Linked DNA regions of Sus scrofa: region 1 is linked to region 2. Evidence: chromatin contacts called from public Hi-C data. All regions are on one chromosome and are shown on one strand. The core of a region is the stretch at or near the end of the contact, and the rest is flanking DNA. Distances in the headings are between cores, read along the strand shown. Region 1 holds the start of TM9SF4 (transmembrane 9 superfamily member 4). Region 2 holds the start of PDRG1 (p53 and DNA damage-regulated protein 1).

What was found. Hi-C and Micro-C count contacts between places; a contact is called where the count stands out from the background.
Region 1: a contact with region 2 is called in a Hi-C map of liver, with 3 times the contacts expected there. The contact joins the promoter of TM9SF4 here to the promoter of PDRG1 in region 2. A contact is called at or near these places in 1 of 47 Hi-C or Micro-C datasets (liver) and 1 of 2 datasets of contacts at active chromatin or transcription factors (alveolar macrophages).

What each region holds. Positions count from the first base shown.
Region 1 is chr17:35,763,229-35,768,404 of Sscrofa11.1, forward strand. TM9SF4 (transmembrane 9 superfamily member 4) reads left to right here and starts at 1,875. Exons shown (of 18, transcript XM_005672825.3): 1 at 1,875-2,118. The coding sequence starts at 2,104.
Region 2 is chr17:35,613,391-35,618,240 of Sscrofa11.1, forward strand. It overlaps PDRG1 (p53 and DNA damage-regulated protein 1), which reads right to left and starts at 2,677. Exons shown (of 5, transcript XM_003483933.4): 1 at 2,500-2,677; 2 at 866-941. The coding sequence starts at 2,586.

The DNA of each region.
Region 1 (5,176 bases), core at 625-3,124, 150 kb after region 2:
CTTAAGGCATCCAGAAATAATGGCAAACACCTAGGATTCAAGCTCCAGAAGTGGTTCCAAGTTTGGAGCCTATGGCTTAGTAGCTGTGACACTTCAGACAAATCCCTCCCCTAGTCTTTCAAGCTTCCTCCCCTTGAGGATTTATCTGTTCTGCTACTCTTCAGGGTGGTTGTGTGGGTCACAGGAGTTATTACATATGTGTTTCAATTATTTATTGCTGCATGAGAAACTACTCCAAAATCTAAAACAACTAGGCTCAGCTGGGCAGGTTTTTTGCTCCATGTGGCATCAGATAAGATTATGCATATGGCTGCATTCGGCTGGCAGTTCAGCTAGGGTTAGAATGTCTGTGATGATTTCATTTACATTCTAGTGCTCAGCTGGAATCTAGAGTATCTTGAGGAGTTAGCTGGGCCTCCCTCCTCCATGTGGCTCTCCAGCTGGGTAGCCAGACATCTTTAGACCCAAGATAATAGAAGCAAAAGCTGCCAAGTCTCTTCAGGCTTAGACTCAGAATTGGCAGGGTCATTTATACAACATTCTATGGGTTAAAGCAAGTGATAAGACCAGCCAGATTCAAAAGGAGGAGAAATAGCTTACTCCTTGATGGGAGAAACAGCATCCTCATGCAAAGATGAGAGGGCTTATTGGCAGCCGTCTTTGCCCACAATCCACCACAGTCATGCTCATAGGTGGGGAATCAAAGTTCAATTGACCCCCTACCAAAAGGTAGGATTAGACTAGAGTCTTACGAATAGTTTTTGCATAATGCCAAACACTGTAGCACACAGCAAATGTTCAGTAAGTGATTATTATTAACCATTATTATTTTAACAACTTCCCCTAACAGTTACAGATAGCACAGGTACTATATCCACTTCACAGTGATACATGGACCAATGATAACACCACAACTCTTTGGGTTCCCTTTTCCAGATACTGGAAACTGAGGCTTAGGAAGGTTGAGTGACCTGCCTTGAGTCATACGCTTAGGTAGCTAGCACATGGTGAAATCCACATTCAAAAATGTCTTCCCCTGGAATTCCTGCTGTGGCACAACTGAATCATCAGAGTCTGCAGTGTCAGGAGGCAGGTTTGATCCCTGGCCTGGCACAGTGGGTTAAAGAATCTGGCAGCTCAGAGCTGACCCCTAGCAGAGGAACTTCATATGCTGCAGAGCAGCCAAAAAAAAAAAGAAAAAAAAAAGTATGTGTGTGTGTGTGTGTGTGTGTGTGTGTGTATTATATATAGTCTTCCTTCACTAACTATGCTGTTTTTCCTTCATTCATTGGCATCCACCATATGCTCAAAGGAGTATACATAAGAGTATAATGAGGAGTTCCCTGGTGTCTCAGCAGGTTAAGGATTCGGCTTTATCATTGTGGCTCAGATTGCTGCTATCAAGTGTGTTTGATCCCTAGCCCCAGGAACTTCCATAGGCAGTGGGTGCGGCCAAAAAAAAAAACAAACAAAAACAAACAAACAAAAAAAACGGTATAATGACAATTAGTTATTGAATAATACTACATAACATTATGTCACTGGATCCTTACCGTAAGTCTATAATGAAGGTATTATAATAATCCCCTCTCCATTTCACAGATACGAATGAGGCAGTGAGGTTAAAGACAGCATCTTACCCACAGAGGGATTATAATCTATTGGAGAGGATATAGAATATTCAAGCAAATAATTAAAAACATAATTACAAATTATTCGGTTAATAGAGCCCTGGTACCGACCCAGTGGGGAACCTCAGGTAACCCTGGCAAAGGGTCTCCCTGCCAATAGTAAAGATGGAGCCCACAGAACAAGCGCGTTTACGCACACCGCCATTACCCACAATGCAGTGGCAGGAGGGGGAGGAGCAGGTTCTGCCAGAAGTTAATATGGTCCCCATAGTTACACCATCCTCTCTTTTCACCTAATCAGCGACCTGATTGCCCAGACCAGGCTACCGATCAGGAACTAAGCCTCCTTCGTGCCTCCACTCACCGTGACCACAGGAGCGACTGAAGCCAGGCAGCACCTCAAGGAGTTCAACTCCGTAACCAAGGAAACACCACTTCCGCTGACGTCATTACGGCGACACGTGGATCCAAGATGGCGGCGGGGATGGTGAGTGAAGGAGACTCTGGGAGCCGGAGAAGGAGCGGGGCCCTCCGGGGATCCCAGGACCCTCTGGTGTCCTATTCCTGGTCTGATCCATCTCCACGACCCCTAGCTCAGGCCTGAGAGACATTCCTGATTGGACTCGTTTATCCATAAACTCCGCCCCTTGCCCCGGCCTTTGCCCTGCACTCAGGCCTGTCAAGGCCCGAAGTTTTGGGGGAGGCACAGGGTCGGAGGAAAGGTCTTGGCTGCACCCTCCGCCAGTTCTTATTCTGACTTTGGTCCCTTCCATTATGACCTCCACTTTCCAATTTTCACATCCCAGCCCTGTCCCTTCTGAAGAGCCCCCCATTATTTCCACCTTCGCTCCTTCTCACGTCCAAACCCCGCTCTCTCCGCCACTCCGCCTCTCCACTATCCTGACTAGTACGCGGATGCGACCTCACTTCTGTCCAGCCTCCCAGCCCAAGCCATGTCCTCACTACTACCCTCGACTGTTCCCACCGCGCACCTGTAACGCCTGCCAGTGCCCCGAAGCATGCTTTTACCCGCCCCCCATGCATTCTCCATCCCCACATCCATCCCTAATCATTTATCCTGCCTTTTCTCAACTCCCTGCCTCTCTCCTGGGGAGCTTTTATCCCACTGGTTCTCAACTTTACTGTGCGTAAGACTGGGCGGCGGGGGGGGGAGGGGTGATGGGGGAGACTTGTTAAAAATGCAGTTTCCAAAGATTCTAATTCGTAAGGCTAGGTGATGCCCAGGAATCTGCACTTTTATAAGACTCCAGTGATTATGATGGTCTGTAATTTTGTTTTGAAAAGCACTATACCAGCCCCGCGTGGCTCCATCACCTACCTATGCTCCTACAGGGCCACACAGCTCATTAGGATGAAGCCTGTGTGAGGATAAGGGTGTATGGACAAGCTGTACAAGGAAAGTGGGTCAGGACTTGCTGGCTCCTGGTGCAGAACGCTGGAAGTAGATCTATGAAGGACTAGCCCAGTCTCCTTACAGAAACTCGGCTGATGTTCTGTTTGTCAAGAAACCAGAACTAGGGAGTTCCCATTATGGCACAGTGGAAACGAATCTGACTAGTATCCATCAGGATGCGGGTTCGATCCCTGGCCTTGCTCAGTGGGTCAGGGATCCGGTCGCAGACTTGGCTCAGCTCCTGAGTTGCTGTGGTGTAGGCCGGTAGCTGCAGCTCCGATTTGACCCCTAGCCTGGGAACTTCCATATGCCGCAAGTGTGGCCCTAAAAAAGCAAAAAAAAAAAAAAAAAAAAAAAGAAGGAAAGAAACCAGAACCAAAACTGAAGTCACTTAGTCCAAACTAGTTTTCTAGGTGTGCCTGTATGTTGCTTCCTCAGCAGGTAATTTCATCCTGTGAGTGCTTGCAAAGGACATTTGACTTTAGCAAAGGAAAATTCTTTTTTAATTCTTTGGTTTGATTTTCTCCAAACAGGTGTAGGTTATCAGCTGATAACAAGTTCCCCTCCAGCTAACCAACTGATAAATTATCTTTTTTTTATTTAATGAGGGATTCATTATTTAGAACCTCAGGGGTCAGCCAGAAGACTTAATAGCCTTGCTGTGGTTTTAGACTTCAGTCTGTTATCACAGTGGGGAAAGACCCCAAAAGTGGCATGTTGAAACCCATTTTTTTTCCTGGACCACATTCTGGACAAGGATGGTGTAAGAACTTAACAGGAAAGTCACACCCTCTTTTGCCATAGGGAAAAAGTTCAATAAAGTGACATTTACAGCATTGCACTGGGAAATTCTTGCCCTGTTCAAAAGTTTTTAAGAGGTAATAAGTTAGCGATACGTATTTCTGGTACTCGTTTATTTAATCAACAAATATTTGAGTGCCTGCTCTGTGCCAAGACCTAGGGATGTACTGGTAAATTAGAGGGTCAAGGTCCCTACCCTTGAGCTTTTCTAGTCTGCAGACAGTCAGTGAGTAACTAAACAAATAAACCAGCAAGGTAATGTCAGATAGTGGTAAGTGCTATGAAGACAGCAAAGTGAAGTGATGGTGATTGGGGGTGACAAGGTGATGCAACTGCTTTGGATTAAGTGGTTAGAGTTCTCTTCTCAGAGAAAGTGACATGAGTTGAGAGCTGATTGACAAGAAACCAGCATTGCAAAGAGTGTTCCAGGCAAAGGAGATGGCAAGTGTCAAGGACCAAGGGGGGAAGGGGGGAGTTCCCGTTGTGGCACAGTTGAAACACCAATCTGACTAGTAACCGTGAGGGCACGGGTTCCATCCCTGGCCTTGCTCAGTGGATTAAGGATCTGGTGTGGCTGTGGCTGTGGTGTAGACTGGCAGTTACAGCTCCGATTCAGCCCCTAGCCTGGAAACTTACATATGCCATTGGTGCAGCCCTAAAAAGAAAAAGGAAAAAAAAAACTGGAAAAGTGTAAGTTTGAGGAACACAGAAGGCTAGAGTGGCTGAAACATGGTGGGGGTGGGGTTGGGGGTGGGGGCCAGAGGGTGATAGGAGACAGAATTGGAAAGAGGCAGGAGGAGCAGTGTTTCTAGAAGCATGCCTGTATTTGCTATAGTCCACAGTTTGTGGACTGCGTTTTCAAAGACTTCTATTCAGGTGCTTCTCCATCCCAGCTTCTCCAGAACATTCCATGAAGGGAGCTAGCTTATTCTCAGCCTGCAGAGAAACCATGGAAAGGAGTTTGAATCTTATTCTAAGCACAGAGTGGAAAGCACAGTGATTTAGTGTTTGTCACCTGGAAGCACCTGTGCTTTCATGGTGAATACCGTAACTCATTTCAAGAAACAGGATGTAATGTATACAGTGACCCACAGAGGCCAGTTTAAAGAGTGTCCGTGAGAAACTTCGTATTTGATGCAATAGTGAGAAGGTGTGGAAGCAAGTTTATTACAGGCGGATATGTGTGACAGGCAGAGTGGGCAGATAGACTTGAGTTTGGTCTGTGTTTAGCACTTTATTACACGGAAGTCGTAACAGCTTATACACAGAGATTATTTCCTGACCGTTGGAGATGAAAGTGTGTGGATCTGCTTTGGGGTGTCTGGGTTTC
Region 2 (4,850 bases), core at 1,427-3,926:
TAAAGACACTCAACAGAAATATGACTTGTCAGACCCTGACAAGTGTCGGCGAGGAAAATAAAGCAGGGTAAGAGAGATGGGGAACACCAAAGGAGGGAGGGGCTTGTCACCGATACCAGGCAGTCTGGGAAGGCCTCGCTGATGATGTGACATTTGGGCAGAGACCTGAAGTGAGGGCGTGAGCCCTGCGGACATCCGAAGAAAGAGCGAGCCAGGCAGAGGAACGAGGAACAGCAAAGATCAGTGGTGTGCCGGGGTGTCAGCAACAGCAGGGGAGACCAGGAGGGTGGAGTTATGAGTGAGGGGGAGGGGAGAGGAAAGGACAGGGGAGCATCCACAGGGTTTTACTCTGGTGAGGCCAGAAGCAAGTGCACTTTAAACTCTTGGCCCCAAGGCCCTTCATTACCGCCCTTCATTACAGCCTGGCCTCTGCCCATCTCTCCAGCCTCATCACACGCTCTGTCACAACACCTGGCCTCATCTAAGGAGCCACATCCCCTTCTCCAACACCAAGCCCATGTCCAATTCCTTCTTCAGCTTTCTCACGACTTTCATTTCTGTATTTATGCTGTTTAACCCATCTTTAGGTGCATGCACAAGGGCAGAAACTGTACTATTTTTATAGCCCCCAGCGCTTTTCCTGGTGCCGTCACTCATAAGCCAGCAGCTAACAACCTGTCTCTGAGGTGAGTGGCTAAAATCCTGAGCCACAGTCCAGGTCTGAACTGGGATACTGTCTCCCCATCTCCATGGGCTGTGCACACACCTCTGGCCTCCTGCCTGGTCTCTATCAGGGGTAAGTCAAAGGCCTTAGAAGGAGAAGTGAACAGGCCTCCTGGGCTGCAGTGAGGAAGTCTTGGCTTACCAGAGAGGCTGAGATCCTTCTGCAGGGCTCTCAGGCCCTCCCGGTTCCGATTCCTTTTGGTGTCCAGGTCCACAATCTGAAAAGCACAGGGGCATGAGGGAACTCAGACACCTCTTACCCGGGCCTGTACTCCCAACAGACCAGAGCTGTTAAAACCGAACAGAAACAAAACCAGGGCATCCCTGCTAGGTTAATTCCAATGCCCTGCTGTGTGAAGGTATTCCTTCCCCCACTTAGCTGCCAGCTCCTTCAAGACAATGCTTTGTGCAGGTGTCTTCCCAGGAAAAATGTTTCAGGACCAAACAATTTGTTTTTTTATTATCCACTGGAGCACCAGTTCTTAAACTTTAGGGCATTTCAGAATCACCAGGGGAGTGAAAACCACTCCCTGGACAAGCTCCTCCAGCTGATTCTCACCTAGTACCACAAGAAACCCAGCAATATTACACCAGAACAGCAGAGTGGGGGCACTGAGATGGGGATAACAGCACAATAGCTACCAAGGAAGTGAGGAGGTGGTACAGTACACTGCCTGAAGGAGCTGAATACTCAGGTTTGATTCATGCTGCCCACTCTAAGCTGTGTTATTTCACTTCTCTGAAAAATGGAGATAGGAACAGTACACACCTCATCGGTTATGAATCCAGGAACTAAGTAGGTCAGCACAGTACTTGACCCACAGTAAGGACCCAATAAACTTTAAACTGCTATTTACCATCCAGCATACCTTGAGGCAGTGTTTGACAGGCTCTTCCCCAAGTCTTCCCATTCTCACTACCTGAGGGAGCAACCATTCAATCTTTCTAACTGGAGATGAAGAGTCATGAATCTTTCTTGATTTCTCCCACTCCCTCACCCCTATACCTAACGATCATGGAAGCCTAAGTCCATCTCCAAAATATATTTCTGACCCAACACCACCACCTTGGCTCAAAGCCATCCCTCACCCCACCCATGGCAATGGCCCCTCATATTCTCTTCTCTACAGAGTGCCTGGCCCCTCATATTCTCTTCTCTACAGAGCAGCCAAAGGGATCTTTCAAACCCTAAATCCATTACATCACTCTCCTTCTCCCCATGAACTCTTTTCAAAGCCTCTGCATCTTTATTAGTACCAAACCCAGACTCCCAGTGCAGGTTTGCATGGCCTTCCAAGGCCAGGGCCCCACACTCCTCCCACATCCCCATCCCTGCGTGATCCCAAGACCACTCAGGCCTCTTTTCTGTTTCTCTTCTCCACTCAGAGTGTGAACTGGGGCGGTGCAGCCCAGCTCAGGGAGGGAGCCCAGGAACCGCATTTTGAAAGAGGGGTTCAGATCAATCAAATGCCCAAAGGGGTGAGTAGATCGGGATCGGGAAGGTAGGGCAAGGGAGCAGAGAAAGGATGGAAGAGACGGAATGCCTGGCACAGAGAGGCCCCCGTGTAATACATGCAGAATGAAGCGCGGCGCTTCATTTAACCCACATAATCTCACAGCCGCCCAGCCTGTCGTCACGGCCATTGGCCTAAAAGCCTAGGTCACCTCCTGGAGAGCCTGAGCTGGAGCGATTCCGCACCTTGCGCTTCACTAGGCGCTCGCCACCAGGCCCCAACCTCCGAACCCGGGTCCCAGCCTCGCGGATCAGCCTCCTACCTGCCGTTTGTCCGCCAGAACCTCTTCGGCGAGCTCCTCCACCTCCACCAGGTACCGCAGCACCCGCTCCGCTTCGGGTGACAGCATAGTGCGCTCCAGCCCCGACTCTGCTCTGCCGCGACTCTAACAAGCTCCGCCACAGCTCGCTTCTTGCTTTGCCTGCGCACGCGCAGCTCTGACGGGGCTTCCGGCGCGCACGCGCAATTGAAAGAAGAACGGTGGCGCGCAGGCTCCAACGAAAGCGCGTTAGCGGAACGCGAGAGGCGGGGTCTAGCTTTGGAGGCAGGGTTAGAGCGCCCCCTGCAGGCCAAGGGAACATAGTCGGCTATGCTGCTGCTCTTTTTTTTTTTTTACTTCATTAAAAAATTTTTTTTAGATTATAGTTGACTTACAGTGTTGTGCCAGTTTCTGCTGTATACGCTATGATGCCTCCTAACCACTCCCTCCCTTCGTATAATTCTTGAGCATCTACTCTGTGCCAAGGAGTTATAGGTACTGAGGAGGCAACTGTGAGCAAAACAAAGGCCCTGCCCTCATGAAGCTTCATCCTAGTGGGAAACATGGACAATTAATGACAAAACAAATAATTATATAATATGGCAGGCAGTGATAAGGCTTCAGAGAAATCAAATAATTCTTCCTCTGCTTGAGGAATACGGAAGAGGCCCATGTGACATTGTGGTTTGGGGCGGGGGGTTTGGCGGAACTCACGGCATGCAGAAGTCACCCAGGCTTGGGCTCAAACCCACACCATAGCTGTGACACAAGACAAAGCAGTGACAACGCCAGATCCTTAACCCACTGTGCCATCAAGGAACTCTGACAGTGTGACATCTTCACTTTCCAATTTATAAAATGGAGTGAATAAAAATCCCCCTTATTGTCTTTCTTCAGGACTAGAAGGAGGCAGGAATCTTTTTACTTTTTAAAATTTAATTTAAATTTTTTGAGGGGGTCTTTTTAGGGCTGCAGCCACAGCATATAGAGGTTCCCAGGCTTGGGGTCAAATCCAGAGCTGTACCAGCTGGCCTACACCAGAGCCACAGCAACACCAGATCCGAGCCGATGTCTGCGACCTATACCACAGCCTCATGGCAATGCCAGATCCTTAACCCACTGAGTGAGGCCAGGGGTCGAACCTGCATCCTCATGAATACTAGTCAGATTCGTTTCTGCTAAGCCACAATGGGAACTTCAGGAATCTTTTTAAATTGAGTTTGATTCCCACATTCACTGAGCCCTTGTATTGGGCCCAGTGTCTGCAATAGCTGACCTACACCCAAGGAAGGGGTTAGAAAACCATGGGCCGTGAGCGATTAAGTGCCAGCTCAGAAAAGAAGTTGTGTAAGTGCTGGAAAGTGAACCCGTGTGGGCCGTGGGATCTGGGAGGACCTCCAAGAAGAGGGGGGCAGGTGGAAAGTGGCTACCCTTCAGAACCAGAGGGTTCCCTAGAAATCTTCATGCCCAAACCCCTCACTGCATGGCTGGAAAAATCAAGGATCGGAGAGCGGCGAGGACTTTAAAAGGTCAACAGCAGACCTGATACTATAATTCTGACCTCCTTTCTCCCTGAGTCCAGCTTTTATTTCTCTCCTTTTGGCCACTGTAACCAAGCCCTTTCATAACCTTTGCCTTATTTGAATTTCACAATGACCTTTGTATAGACAAGTTATTACTGTCCCATTTCACAGCTGCTGACGGAGGCCAGGAGAAGGGTGATGCCTTGTCCACAGCAAGTCAGGAGCCAGCATGGGTCCAGGAGTGCACTGGCTTCTAGACCACTGCTGTCTCTAGACCCTGAAAAAAAGGCTCTTCCCCAAACTGTGGCCCTGGAAGTCCCAGGAGCACCCAATCTTTGCCTGGCCTTTGGCTTCCTTTGACTGCCAGAGGCAGAGCTATTTTTCCCTGCAGCCACCTGGCATGGGGAAAGAAGGAGACTCATTAAGGATTCCTCATTGAGGGTGAATTTGTCACCAAAGCCAGGATGTTTTGTATAAACACCTTCTGGTTCAGAAATGCAGACACAGGCCCTGTGAAGGAAGGTGGAGTATTAGCCACAGGAGAAACGGAGCCCACCAGTCATCCCTTGGGCCTGGAACCCAGGACTGAGTCTCCTCCATCTTGGGGCCCAGACTGACCCCTGACCCCTGCCAGATGGGCATGGATGGGGCAGGGTGGAGGGAGGCACCCAAATTGGCAGCTTCTTGGCTGTGACTGGCCCTTAGAGGGCACCCCTGCCTGCTGGCAGTGTTGGGGAGGAGGTCATATCTAAGACTTTGAGCCAGTCAGACCTGGAAGGACTCCTGTTTCAGAACCACTTAGGTTTCACACCATCTGTTTCACAGATATTT